4 separate regions of the Mus musculus genome follow, and all the other regions are linked to region 1. Evidence: chromatin contacts called from public targeted proximity ligation data. All regions are on one chromosome and are shown on one strand. The core of a region is the stretch at or near the end of the contact, and the rest is flanking DNA. Distances in the headings are between cores, read along the strand shown.

Region 1 (2,700 bases), core at 104-2,603:
CAGGTCAGAGAGGGAGAAGGAGAGGAAGGAAGGAGAGAGAGAAAGAGAGAGGGGGAGGGTTGCATTAGCAGTCACTACAAACTTCCCCTTTCCTTTGTGGCTTTTTGTGGGAAATCAGAAGCAATAGTATCCCAAGTCAGGTGGTACATGGAGGATGTTCTTAAACGCTTTGCTGCTGACCGCTGCTGTCATTCAATCCTTCTTGAGACCCTGGAGGCAAAAGACTCCTCTGACACTGTCTCTTAACTCTTGAAGCTCAGAGTTCTCCAGTGTCATAATGGCAACCCGAGACAATGCACAGACTCCTTCTCACACTGACATAAAAGCCAGGAGAACTACCAGGAGTGTGAGGAACCTGTTGGGGCTGCTGGGGGGGAAAAAAAAAAAAACAGCTATGAGGAGAACCAATCACCAGTCCTGACTACTCCTCATCCAAGAAGCATTCGGGTACTTCAGCCGGGCACTTCCTTATTCCTACTGTTGTTTCAGAATCCCATACATGTATACAATGTGTTTTCGATCAAACTCACCTGCCACTCCCAACTCCTACCGAACCACCCCACCCCTCCTCCCAATTTTATGTTCCTTTTTAAATTTTTATTTATTTATGTGTTTATTTGTTTATTTACTTATTTATTTTGACTAGGTCTCACTATGTAGCTCCGGCTGTTCTGAAACTCACTATGTAGCTCAAGCTGGCCTCGAACTCCATATACCTGACTCTGCCTCTCGGGTGCTGGGATTAAAGGTGTACACTACCACCGCTCTGAATTTTTTTTTTTTTAAACCGACTCCACTTAGCCCTAACAGTGTATACAGTGTAGGACCATCCCCATGGAGCTAGGACAGCCAATCAGAGGCCATATCCCAGAAGAAAACTCACCCTCCCTCATCCTATAGCCATCAGCAACCAATAGTTCCTCGGCTGAGCCTGGGGCTACGGAAGCCCCTCCTCCATTCATGCTGCCTGGTACTTCTATTGCCTAAGAGATGCGGAATTTGAGATGATCGGGCAGTTGAAGCTAGCTGTTAGAACTAGTTTTGTTTTGTTTTTTAAGCAAAGCTATTTTGATCACCAGCGTATCTTCAGAATCACCCACTACCACTCTGTAAAATTGTTGTCAGCGAATAAACTTGCAGGGGTCAGTGTTTACACACTAGTGCTGCCCAAGGGATACGTTGCGAGTTTGGCGCAGAGCAGGTTCTGGGTTCTGGTTAAAGGTCTGCACAGGGCTGTAGTGCTGGACCTGCGCGCAGGAGCCCAGCCGCGGCGCTCGGGGGGGGGGGGGGGCGGGGGGGGGCGGGGGGGGGGCACGGCCACCAGGTGGCACCACCGAGTCCTCGCGCGGGGCGGAGCGGCCGCGGAGCTGGAGTAGCATGTGGGCGTTCGGAGGTCGCGCAGCCGTGGGCTTGCTGCCCCGGACGGCGTCCCGGGCCTCCGCCTGGGTCGGGAACCCGCGCTGGAGGGAACCGATCGTAACCTGCGGCCGCCGAGGCCTACATGTCACAGTCAACGCCGGCGCCACCCGCCACGCCGTGAGTACGCGCTTCGCCGGGCCGCACACCGGAGCGCAGGCCGCGCCCGCCCCTATGCCGGGGACGCGCAGCGCGCACGCGCCGAGTCGCTCTGGTTGCGCGCGCGTTTGGGTGCAGGGCGCGCGCGGTGTTTGCGCGGGCTTCGGACCTTGGCGGTGGGGATGGGAAAAGACGAGTTTCCGTAATTAACACAGGATGTATAGCGTGTGCAGCAGGGCGTGTTTATTATTGTGTGCACTCCGAAGTTGCCTTTTTCAGGGCGTGAGACTAATGGGGTTGTGGAGTTGCTCTGAGCAGGGCTTTTTGTTGCTTGTTTGCCTCACTCTGTATCCCTGGCTAGCCTAGGATTGGCTGAGTACCCCAAAGTGGCTTCAATCCTGTGATCCTCCTGCCTCCTCTCTGCTGGGATCACAGGTGTAGCAGCAGAGCCCTAGAGTCCAGCTTTTGGAAAATGAGGGGATCTTGGTTCCACGTTCTGACTGCGCGGCGCTGGAGAGCCCTGTGACCTTGGGGAGACCCTAACTGTCTGGGGGCAGGGCTTGGCTTTCTGTTCCGAGGAGATTAAAGGGTAACACCCATTTTGCGATTTTGGCGGGAGAATTAAACTGTATTCGCAAAGGCCTTAGCACTTCAGATAAGTCTCGGTTCTTAGTAGATGCAAAGAACAGAATCTGTTACTCCGTGGCTTGAAAAGACAGCAGTAGGGTGAAGGAAGGCTTTCCGGAGAGGGCCGTGATAGATGCCAAAGAACGGGTCTGGGGAGCATTCTAGGAAGGGGAGAGCTATGGACAAAGGTGGAGTAGGCTGTGGGATAATAATGTCTACAGGTTTAAACCCAGCTTAGGATTCTTGAGGTCCTGTCATTAAAATAAAAAACAATAATAAAAATAGGGCTAGCTTTGTAGCTCAGCAGTGACATGGTCACTTAGCGTTCAAGAGTTCTTGGGTTCTTTCTATAACACTGAAAAAGAAAGTTTAAAAACAAAACAAACAAAAGTGGACTGGTCAGAGAGAGAGACGGCTAGGGTTTGAAGGGCCGAACCTGTAACCCATGCTTCCTCAAACACTTTCTTGGATGTTTACTGCCCTGTTCTTCCCTTGCCTGGCGCCTGACAGCTGGGCTCCAGTTGCAGCTGTGCACTTTGGATTTCTGCATCTCTGAGA
Region 2 (2,700 bases), core at 86-2,585, 170 kb after region 1:
CACTGCCATCCTTCTGTAAGAAGTTTTAACTGATAATATGGAAATGGATATAATACAGAAAGAAAATATTTTTGGCTTTTTAATATAAATAAAGGCCAGGGTATGGTGGTGCATGTCTTTAATCCCAGCATTAGAAGGCTATGCATTAAAGGCTAGCCTGGGCTACGTAATGACTTCAAGTCAGTGTTACACAGTGAAACTCTTGTCTTCAAAAAAAAAAAAAGTTTTAATTTAAATACATACATTTTATCTGGTACAGTCTTTCCCTGGGAGAATAGACCCCTCAGTGATGTCTTTGATGTCACCATGTGCCACCCTTTGTCCACCTGTGACAGGACAAGCACGCCCTGCTCGACGTTACCCCCAAAGCTGTGGACCTGCTCAACTACACTCAGTGGTTCCCTATCGTGATTTTCTTCAACCCGGATTCCAGACAAGGTGTTAAAACCATAAGGCAGAGGTTGAGTCCAACATCCAATAAAAGTTCTCGCAAGTTATTTGATCAAGCCAACAAGCTCAAAAAGACCTGTTCTCATCTTTTTACAGGTAAGTGAAGTTCAAAAAAGGCCCACGCTCAGAATGAGCAATCAGGAGCTTATCAAGAGTGAGGGATGCAGAATTGAGCTCACGACTCGTTCAAGAATAGTTGATACCGTGGGAATGGATATTAGACCTATGGCAGTTGTATGTTACACTTTGTGATTTTGATAGCCAGAAATGATTGTCAAGGTGCAAAACCTGTAATAACCAGTCACCTTCGTGGGCGCTAGATTTCCGAGGTAGACTCAAGGCCAATGAGTCTCGTCTCGTGTCTTGTTAACTGCGTGTTCCCCGTTGTCTCCTTATTGTCGATGATGTATTAACTGTGTGATAGGGACTCACTGCAGTGATTGACAGTGTCTCCCAGAAATGGAATCGTGACCACTCTGAATGTGGAATATTTAAACATTTCTACTTCGACTCTCGAGGTATAATGATACTGCGGATGTTTTTTTCCTTAATTACTACCCTTATCTTTTACAGATAAATACTACATAAAAAAATCTTTGTAAGTTATCTGGTAGGCTTGCTAGAATTTGCATAGCTAATCTGCAGTGAGGGGAGCAAACGGAATACTGATAGCCTGGCCAAGCGCCTTGATGCAGACGTGGGTGCTGCGTACGTATGGGAGACTTTAGAGCCGCCTTCTACTTGGTCTGCATATGAACTCTTCCAAAATAAGATATTTTTAAAATGCCAGAAATAAAACCACATTGCAGGCATTGCTCATGACAGTGAGCTGGTGTCTAAAAATAGGGCCTTTTCTGTGCTGTCTTCATGAGTAAGCGGCGTGGGTATGACGTCATTTACAGTCTAAGCGACTTACACACTTCTTGGTTGTGCAGCGCTCTGTTTTGTGGGAACACCATAAGGATGCTACAGTTGCCACCATTTCCGTTCATTTGGTGGCTTTAGAGGTCAGTGACAGTTGTCTCAAACTTTGATGTTTGGGAAGACAATTGAGGTGAATGGCAATGTGTCCACATTTGAACATTGTTCCTCTGTTGTCTCACCTGTCTTGTTTAGAGATGTAGGTCTGAACATTATGGTGAAAGTTGTAGCTAGGATATAGTATAGCCAAATGCCCAGGAGAAAAGTGTTAGCCATGAGCCACTTCGGTTCTAAGTGGGCCTGTAAATTGAGTACTATGCATGTTTTTTTGTTTTTGTTTTAAGATTTATTTTTATGTGTATTGGTGGTATTGGTTTTTTGTTTTGTTTTGTTGTTTGTTTATTTGTCTGTTTGTTTTTGCTTGTGTGTATATCTCTGTGAAGGTGCCAGATCCCCTAGAAATGGAGTTACAAACAGTTTGTGAGCTGCCATGTGGGTGCTGGGAGTTGAACCCGGGTCCTATGGAAGAACAGCCTCTTAACCACTGAGCCATCTCTCTAGACCGATGTACCTTACCAGCTTGTATTTTTTTGTGTACTTAATCTTGTATCTTCCTTCATTTTTACTGCTAGCAGTAGTAACTTACTTTGTAGAGGCTAGTCTGACCTGAGTTCCGCCTAAGTGGGCTGGTAGAAACCATTACAGGGTCACAGATCCTAGTGTAGCTGAGACCAGACTACAACTGGTTTCTCTGACTACATCTCATGTCCTTTATATAACCCAGCTAGGTAATTCAGATGTCAGAAAGGATCATGTGTAGTTTGGTTATCCCTTGTCTAAAGTGCTTACGATCAGAAATGAGTCGTATTTTAGATTTTGGAGTGCTTTTATAAGCATTTTAGAGATGAGACTCAAGTCTGAACATGGGATTCACTTTTTTATTTTATTTTATTTTTTTTGCATGTGTCGTAGCCATAGAGCCAGCAGGTGATTTTCTGTGATCATCTTGATAGTTCTGTATATGACAGTTTCACAGTGTGGGATTTTTACTCGGGCGTGGTGGTGTGCACTCTTAGAAACTTTCAAACCTCGAAACATAATCTGATTTGAGATTTTGAATTAATCAGTACTGTATTAATAATTCTTCATTTTAACAGATGAAAAATGGAGCCCACATGATAACCATGTGAAACCAGGGGACTCATTTAACCTCCCCAACCCCCATACTTTGGTTCAAGTCTATTGAGTGGCTGGGAGGTTCCCTTAGAGGGTCAGATTTGAGCTTTATGCAAGGATGTGAGAAATCAGTAGGGGAAGCCTAGGGTTGTG
Region 3 (2,700 bases), core at 134-2,633, 150 kb after region 1:
CACCTGTGTCTAGCTTGTTCTCTCTGCAGCCTGTCTCTGTAAAACTGTCCCGGTAAAACTGCCTTTCTTTGTCTTCTCTCTGCACGGCCCCGTAAGTAGCTTTCCAAATTTGCTCTCTTCCCGTGAGAGTGGGCGGATCCTATTCATCAATCTTTCTCTTGATTCGTCACTTTGCCTCTCAATCAGACATCACTCTCAAACTTGGGTGCTTCCTTCTACAAACTAACTTTACCTTCATTGTTTAGGGTTAAAGGTGTGTGCTAAGAGCCGAGCCACCCCGTAAGGATCAAAACAGGGCTTTTCAGTAAATAACACAATCTAGGGGTTCACGGTGTGATCACACATCTTACAACACTTGCTAAAGTGAGGATTCTCAGTCTCCCACCAGGCCCCGGAACCAGGGTCTGGTGTGTGAACGGACTCTGCTGGTGAGCCTGGTGCTTCTCAGTGTGGGAAAACAAGGCCGAAGCTTATCCTGATGGAGTTCTATTCTAGACTGGGGATGGTGTCTCTTTCTTAATCCCCCTAAGACCCTTGGAGGTAGGAGGCCTCGTTCCTGTGTTACAGGTCAGGGGTTTTGGTATGTACGTGGAAGCTGGCTCTGGCTTAGTTGGCTTGCTCCACACTGCATTCCTGGAGACGTGGGCACACTTAATCCGATCCAGGATTGATTACGTTCTGTGCAGTGACGCTGTTAGTACTGTTCGTATATAGGAGGGTGCTGCAGCAGTGGGGAAGCTGGGACTCACCCTGGGCTGATCTGAAGGGAGGAGATGAACAGAAGCTGAGCCATTTCCAGTCTGGGGTCTTGTCTGCCTACTTTTCAATTTTCTTATAACTCTTGTCTAGTTGATTCTATTACTAGTCAAATAAGAAAAAGGAGTAGAGCCCTTAAGGCAAAGTGAAGGAGTCATTGTTCTTTAGCTCAGGATTTGTATTTTGTAGTAGATTGTAAATGAAAAGAGTCTGGTTTCTAAGGTTTTCCTACTTAGGTAACTGGAGTGATGTAAGGTCAGTATTGGGGTACTGGGAGCATGAGGCGGGAGATGGAAGCGGAGATTGCACCCTTGCTGAGGAGAGGAACATCCTTGTCAGCAGCTCTGGGGACATGAAGATCTCACCGACTCTTCATAGCGATTAGTGAGGAGATGGCCCTTCACTGGTCCCCAAGCCAGATCCAGATCAGAAGGTGGAATACAGACAAGTTTTGAAGGAGAGCGCCTGGCAGGAGACCTCCTTCCAAGAAGTCTGACTCATTCTGAGGGACATTGCTTTTAAAACCTGTCCTTATTTCCTGTTCCTCCTTTGCCGCTTCTTTTCTGTCCGGTCATAGGAACAACCGTATCAGGCTTTATAGAGACACCTTTGTATGAGTCATGAGTCAGGGTTCTCTAAAGGAACAGAACCGATAGGATGAACTTGTGTGTGTGCCTGCGTCTGCGTCTGTGTGTGTATACACGTGTATGTAAAAGAATTCATTAGAGTGGTCACAGCCTGCGTCCTGATAGTCTTAGCAGTGATGGTTTCATGAAAGTCACAGACAGGCCAAGCATCTGGAAGCTGTATGGTCCAGGAGACTGAATGTCTTATCTCAGCAGTCTGGTGTCTGCTAGACTCTGGGCGGTATTTAGTCTATGTTGGAATCTGGCTGTAACAACAGGGGAAAATGAGCTGGCCTGGGGAAGTGAGGACAAGCAGACACAAAGCCAAGGCTTCCCTCTTCCATGCCCTATCACGTGAGCTGCTGCTAGAGGATGTAGTTCAGATTTAGGGTATCTTTTCACCTCAAACAATATGATTAAGAAAATTCCTCAATAGCGTGATCAACAGCTTGGGTTTTAGTTGATTGCCGATATAGTCAAGTTGACATGCAAGATTGGCTGTCATATTTGTACATATAAAAACTTAAAACAGAAATCTTATGGACTATTACTTATTCTGTGTGATGGACTTTGAGTTGCCATTGCAGTGAAAATTTAAAATATTGTTAGAAACACATTAAACCAATTCAAGACCCACTAATGAATTGTGATGCATAATTTAAAGAGACACCGTTGGGCTAGAGAGGTCACTCAGTGCTTAGGAGTGCTCGGTATTCTTCCAGAGGGTCTGAGTTTGGTTCCCAGCACCCATGTCAAGCAGCTTACAACTGCCTGTAACTCCAGCTTCAAGGGATCTGATGCCATCTTCTGGCCTCCACAGGCACCCACACATCATCCCCTCACCCCAACACACACACACATACACACACAGACACACACACATGAGTAGAAAAGGAAATCTTCAAATAAAGTAAAAGGAAGGGATTATCCTATGAGATTGTCCAGGCCATAACTGGTCTTGGTTAAGTACAAAAATAAAGGACTGAATAGTCCTCTCCTGATGGGCTGTTTTTCTTTTAACTATTTTGTTCTCCAAACTTGGAAAAGATTAACCAACTTTTGGTGCTGATAAAGATCAAGGCTAGCATATGCCAGACACGTGCTCTTGCCTGATTGCACTTTAACCACCACCAACAAAACCCCCCTCCCATGATTTTATTCATTTATGTTTAAGTGTGTGGGTGTTTGTTTTGTTTGAATGTATAAAAGTGGAACTGGAGTGGTGGATATCTCTGAGCCACCATGTAGGTGCTGGGAATCGAACCCAAGTACCTTGGAGAACAGTCAGTGTTCTTATCCTTTGAGCCATCTCTCCAGC
Region 4 (2,759 bases), core at 207-2,706, 230 kb before region 1:
ATTTGGCTTACACTTCCATACTGTTGTTCATCACCCAGGAAGTCAGGACTGGAACTCAAGCAGGTCAGAAAGCAGGAGCTGATGCAGAGGCCATGGAGGGATGTTCTTTACTGGCTTGCTTCCCCTGGCTTGCTCAGCCTGCTCTCTTATAGAACCAAGAGTACCAGCCCAGAGATGGTCCCACCCACAAGGGGCCTTTCCCCCTTGATCACTAATTGAGAAAATGCCTTACAGTTGGATCTCATGGAGGCATTTCCCCAACTGAAGCTCCTTTCTCGGTGATAACTCCAGCTGTGTCAAGTTGATGTAAAACTAAACAATACAGAAGTAAACCCCCTATTATAGCTGTGGACCCTTCTGCTTCTCTGAAACAAGCATTTCTCTCTTGTCACCACCTGTAGATGGTCCTTTGCCTCTCTGTCCTTGCTGGTCATGCCTAGAACAGTTAGTTACCCAACCTCTACCAACAAAGACACGTGTGACGCAAAGACAGGAAGCCACGTCCGTGCGGCCAAAGAGACCTGTCATATACATACACATCAGATATCTGAATTTTCTCTCTGAAGAAGCAAACGTGATTGGATGGGCTCTTGTTTTTGTTTTGGGTTTTGGTTTTAGGTGGTGTGTTGTTCCTGTGGCTAAAGAAGTAGCTAAGACCTTTAAAACCTTCAACATGTACCTGGTTTGGGGGAGGTTTTGCTCTGGCTGATATATTAGATGTTGGGGGTTGGTTAAGTGTTAAATGCCTCCGTGCAGTGTGACATAATGGGCCGGAGAGTTAAGTGGCTATAGTGGGTGCAGCTAAGGTCAGAGGTGACCCACTGCCTCTCTGCAGTCACAGATGTGCACAGCATATAATGATATATGCTTATCAGGAAGATCTCTGGAAACAGGTTGCGGGGTACCGTGCAGGAAAAGAGAAAGCTTGGAACTGGGGTTCCCGGTCAGCAGCTCTGATGAGATCATCGGGGCTCCCTCTGCAACCAAGCTGTTCACATGCCATAAACTGTGATATGACTCAGGGCAAATATTTATTTAGTGAGAAGTGTAGGTGTGACAACAAGGCCTCCTTCTTTAAGGAGCATTTCCTCATGACGCTCATTAGGTGGGAGCAGCTCAGACTGTAAATGTCACATGAGCTCAGCTTAAACTGTCCTGTGACTACTTATCCCTGAGCTGTAAGATTTCAGGCTCGGATAGGACTTGATGGGCCTGGGGATGTTTTGCTTATAAAGTGGGAGGGGTTAGTGGAAGTCGGAGATCAGAGTAAATATTGGTTTCAAAATCTCTAGTATTTCTGTTATATTTTTTAATTTGATTTTTTTTTTGAGACAGGGATTCTCTGTGTAGCCCTAGTTGGAATCTACAGAGAAATTTCTTCATAGCTCAAGCTTGTCTCAAACTCAGAGATCCACTTCCCTCTGACTCCTCAGTGCTGGGCTGAAAGGCACACACCCTGCTACTGTGTAGCATTTCTGAATGGCACTTAAGGAGTTAAGTTCTATCACTCCATAGCACAGATAAAATGATTGCTCATGTTTTACAGTTTGTTTTACAGTCTTTTCATAAGCAGGTATGTGTATGGATAAATAAAAACATAAATTTAAATTTATGAATCATATATGAATCAATATGAAATTTCTTAATGTTGTGGTTTTTAAAAGCTATAGTGTCCTACAACTGTGTGGGCTTCAGAGATTACATTGAGGTCATCAGGCTTGGTGGCAAGCATCTTTACCCACCGAGCCATCTCATCAGCTTCTGCTTACGTGATGTCTCGCCTTGTTTCATTTTTGTTGTTTGTTTGTTTGTTTGTTTGTTTTCTTTTAAAGTCTCACTCTATAGTCCAAATAGGCCAGGAACTCTATGTAGCCCAGGCTGGTCTTGAACTCACACTTCGCCTGCTTCAGCCTCTCTTTTGGTTTATTTTTGCAACGCTAGGGAAGCACTGTGCATACACTGTTGAACCACCTGACGGAGCCTTGCGCACGCTTGGCAAGCACTGCGCATGCGCTGTGGAACCTCTCTGCCAGCCACAGAAAATGACTTGTTTTACTTAGCAGCGCATATTCTCTGTCATCTGAACACTGCTTTAGGAGTTTCATGCAGAACCAGGTCCCCCGTCATTGCTTCGGTTCCTTCCAGGCCTTCCATTTGGGAGACATGACACCCTTGGCTCCTGAGCACAGCGCTGAGTACAAACAGTTACATATTCCATTCTAGAGAGTGTGATCCGTAGGGAGGATCCCTGAGCACTCTGTGCCTTCCCGAGCCAACTCTCTGATATCACGGTGGAGGGTAATTTAGTGAGACAGTTCACTAACTAGATAATTCCAGAATTCTATGATTTGAAACATTGGGGGGTGGGGGAGCAGGGACAATGCGTTCTGTGTCCCAAACAACTGAGTTTTTGTCTCCCGACTCCATTGAGATGTCTGGGCCTAGCTGTACCTATAGTCACTGAGTACGCAGATAGGTGCGTATAAGGTATGCGTACAGATAGCAGTGATCAAAGACGGGCTGTTTGGACTTTACCATGTTTTACTTACCCTCTGCCTTGAGAGCCTTCGTGAAGGCACTTGTCTTCTGCTCACAGTAGTTCTTTGAAGCATCCGTCATTATCTCCTCTCTGCAGATGAGGGACTTGAGGCCGGCAGAGGCGAGATAAAGCCCACCCAGCTCCCAGCTCCCAGCTCCCAGTTCCCAAGCCTTTCTTCTCTGGTGCCCGGTGCCTCCCAGCCCCATTCTAGCGAGCTTTC

What was found.
Region 2: a contact with region 1 is called in a targeted proximity ligation map of bone marrow-derived macrophages, with 2.8 times the contacts expected there. A contact is called at or near these places in 15 of 484 Hi-C or Micro-C datasets (cerebral cortex, cortical neurons, embryonic stem cells and 3 more), 6 of 130 datasets of targeted methods (bone marrow-derived macrophages, embryonic stem cells, epiblast stem cells and 3 more) and 2 of 9 other capture datasets (adipose tissue and liver).
Region 3: a contact with region 1 is called in a targeted proximity ligation map of trophoblast stem cells, with 4 times the contacts expected there. A contact is called at or near these places in 14 of 484 Hi-C or Micro-C datasets (the HL-1 cell line, cortical neurons, embryonic stem cells and 5 more), 16 of 130 datasets of targeted methods (bone marrow-derived macrophages, craniofacial prominence, differentiating embryonic stem cells and 13 more) and 2 of 9 other capture datasets (adipose tissue and embryonic stem cells).
Region 4: a contact with region 1 is called in a targeted proximity ligation map of pancreatic cancer cells. A contact is called at or near these places in 1 of 484 Hi-C or Micro-C datasets (myeloid progenitors), 6 of 130 datasets of targeted methods (bone marrow-derived macrophages, embryonic stem cells, extraembryonic endoderm stem cells and 2 more) and 2 of 9 other capture datasets (adipose tissue and pancreatic islet).

The regions. Positions count from the first base shown.
Region 1 is chr19:24,279,243-24,281,942 of GRCm38.p6, reverse strand. Fxn (frataxin) reads left to right here and starts at 1,353. Exons shown (of 5, transcript NM_008044.3): 1 at 1,353-1,536. The coding sequence starts at 1,378.
Region 2 is chr19:24,106,491-24,109,190 of GRCm38.p6, reverse strand. It overlaps Tjp2 (tight junction protein 2), which reads left to right. Exons shown (of 24, transcript NM_001376368.1): 18 at 336-546. Among named protein-coding and RNA genes, the nearest start is that of Gm41824, 27 kb to the right of the region's middle.
Region 3 is chr19:24,127,579-24,130,278 of GRCm38.p6, reverse strand. The region is part of intron 6 of Tjp2 (tight junction protein 2); the gene reads left to right. Among named protein-coding and RNA genes, the nearest start is that of Gm41824, 48 kb to the right of the region's middle.
Region 4 is chr19:24,513,153-24,515,911 of GRCm38.p6, reverse strand. The region is part of intron 1 of Pip5k1b (phosphatidylinositol-4-phosphate 5-kinase, type 1 beta); the gene reads left to right. Among named protein-coding and RNA genes, the nearest start is that of Gm52399, 32 kb to the right of the region's middle.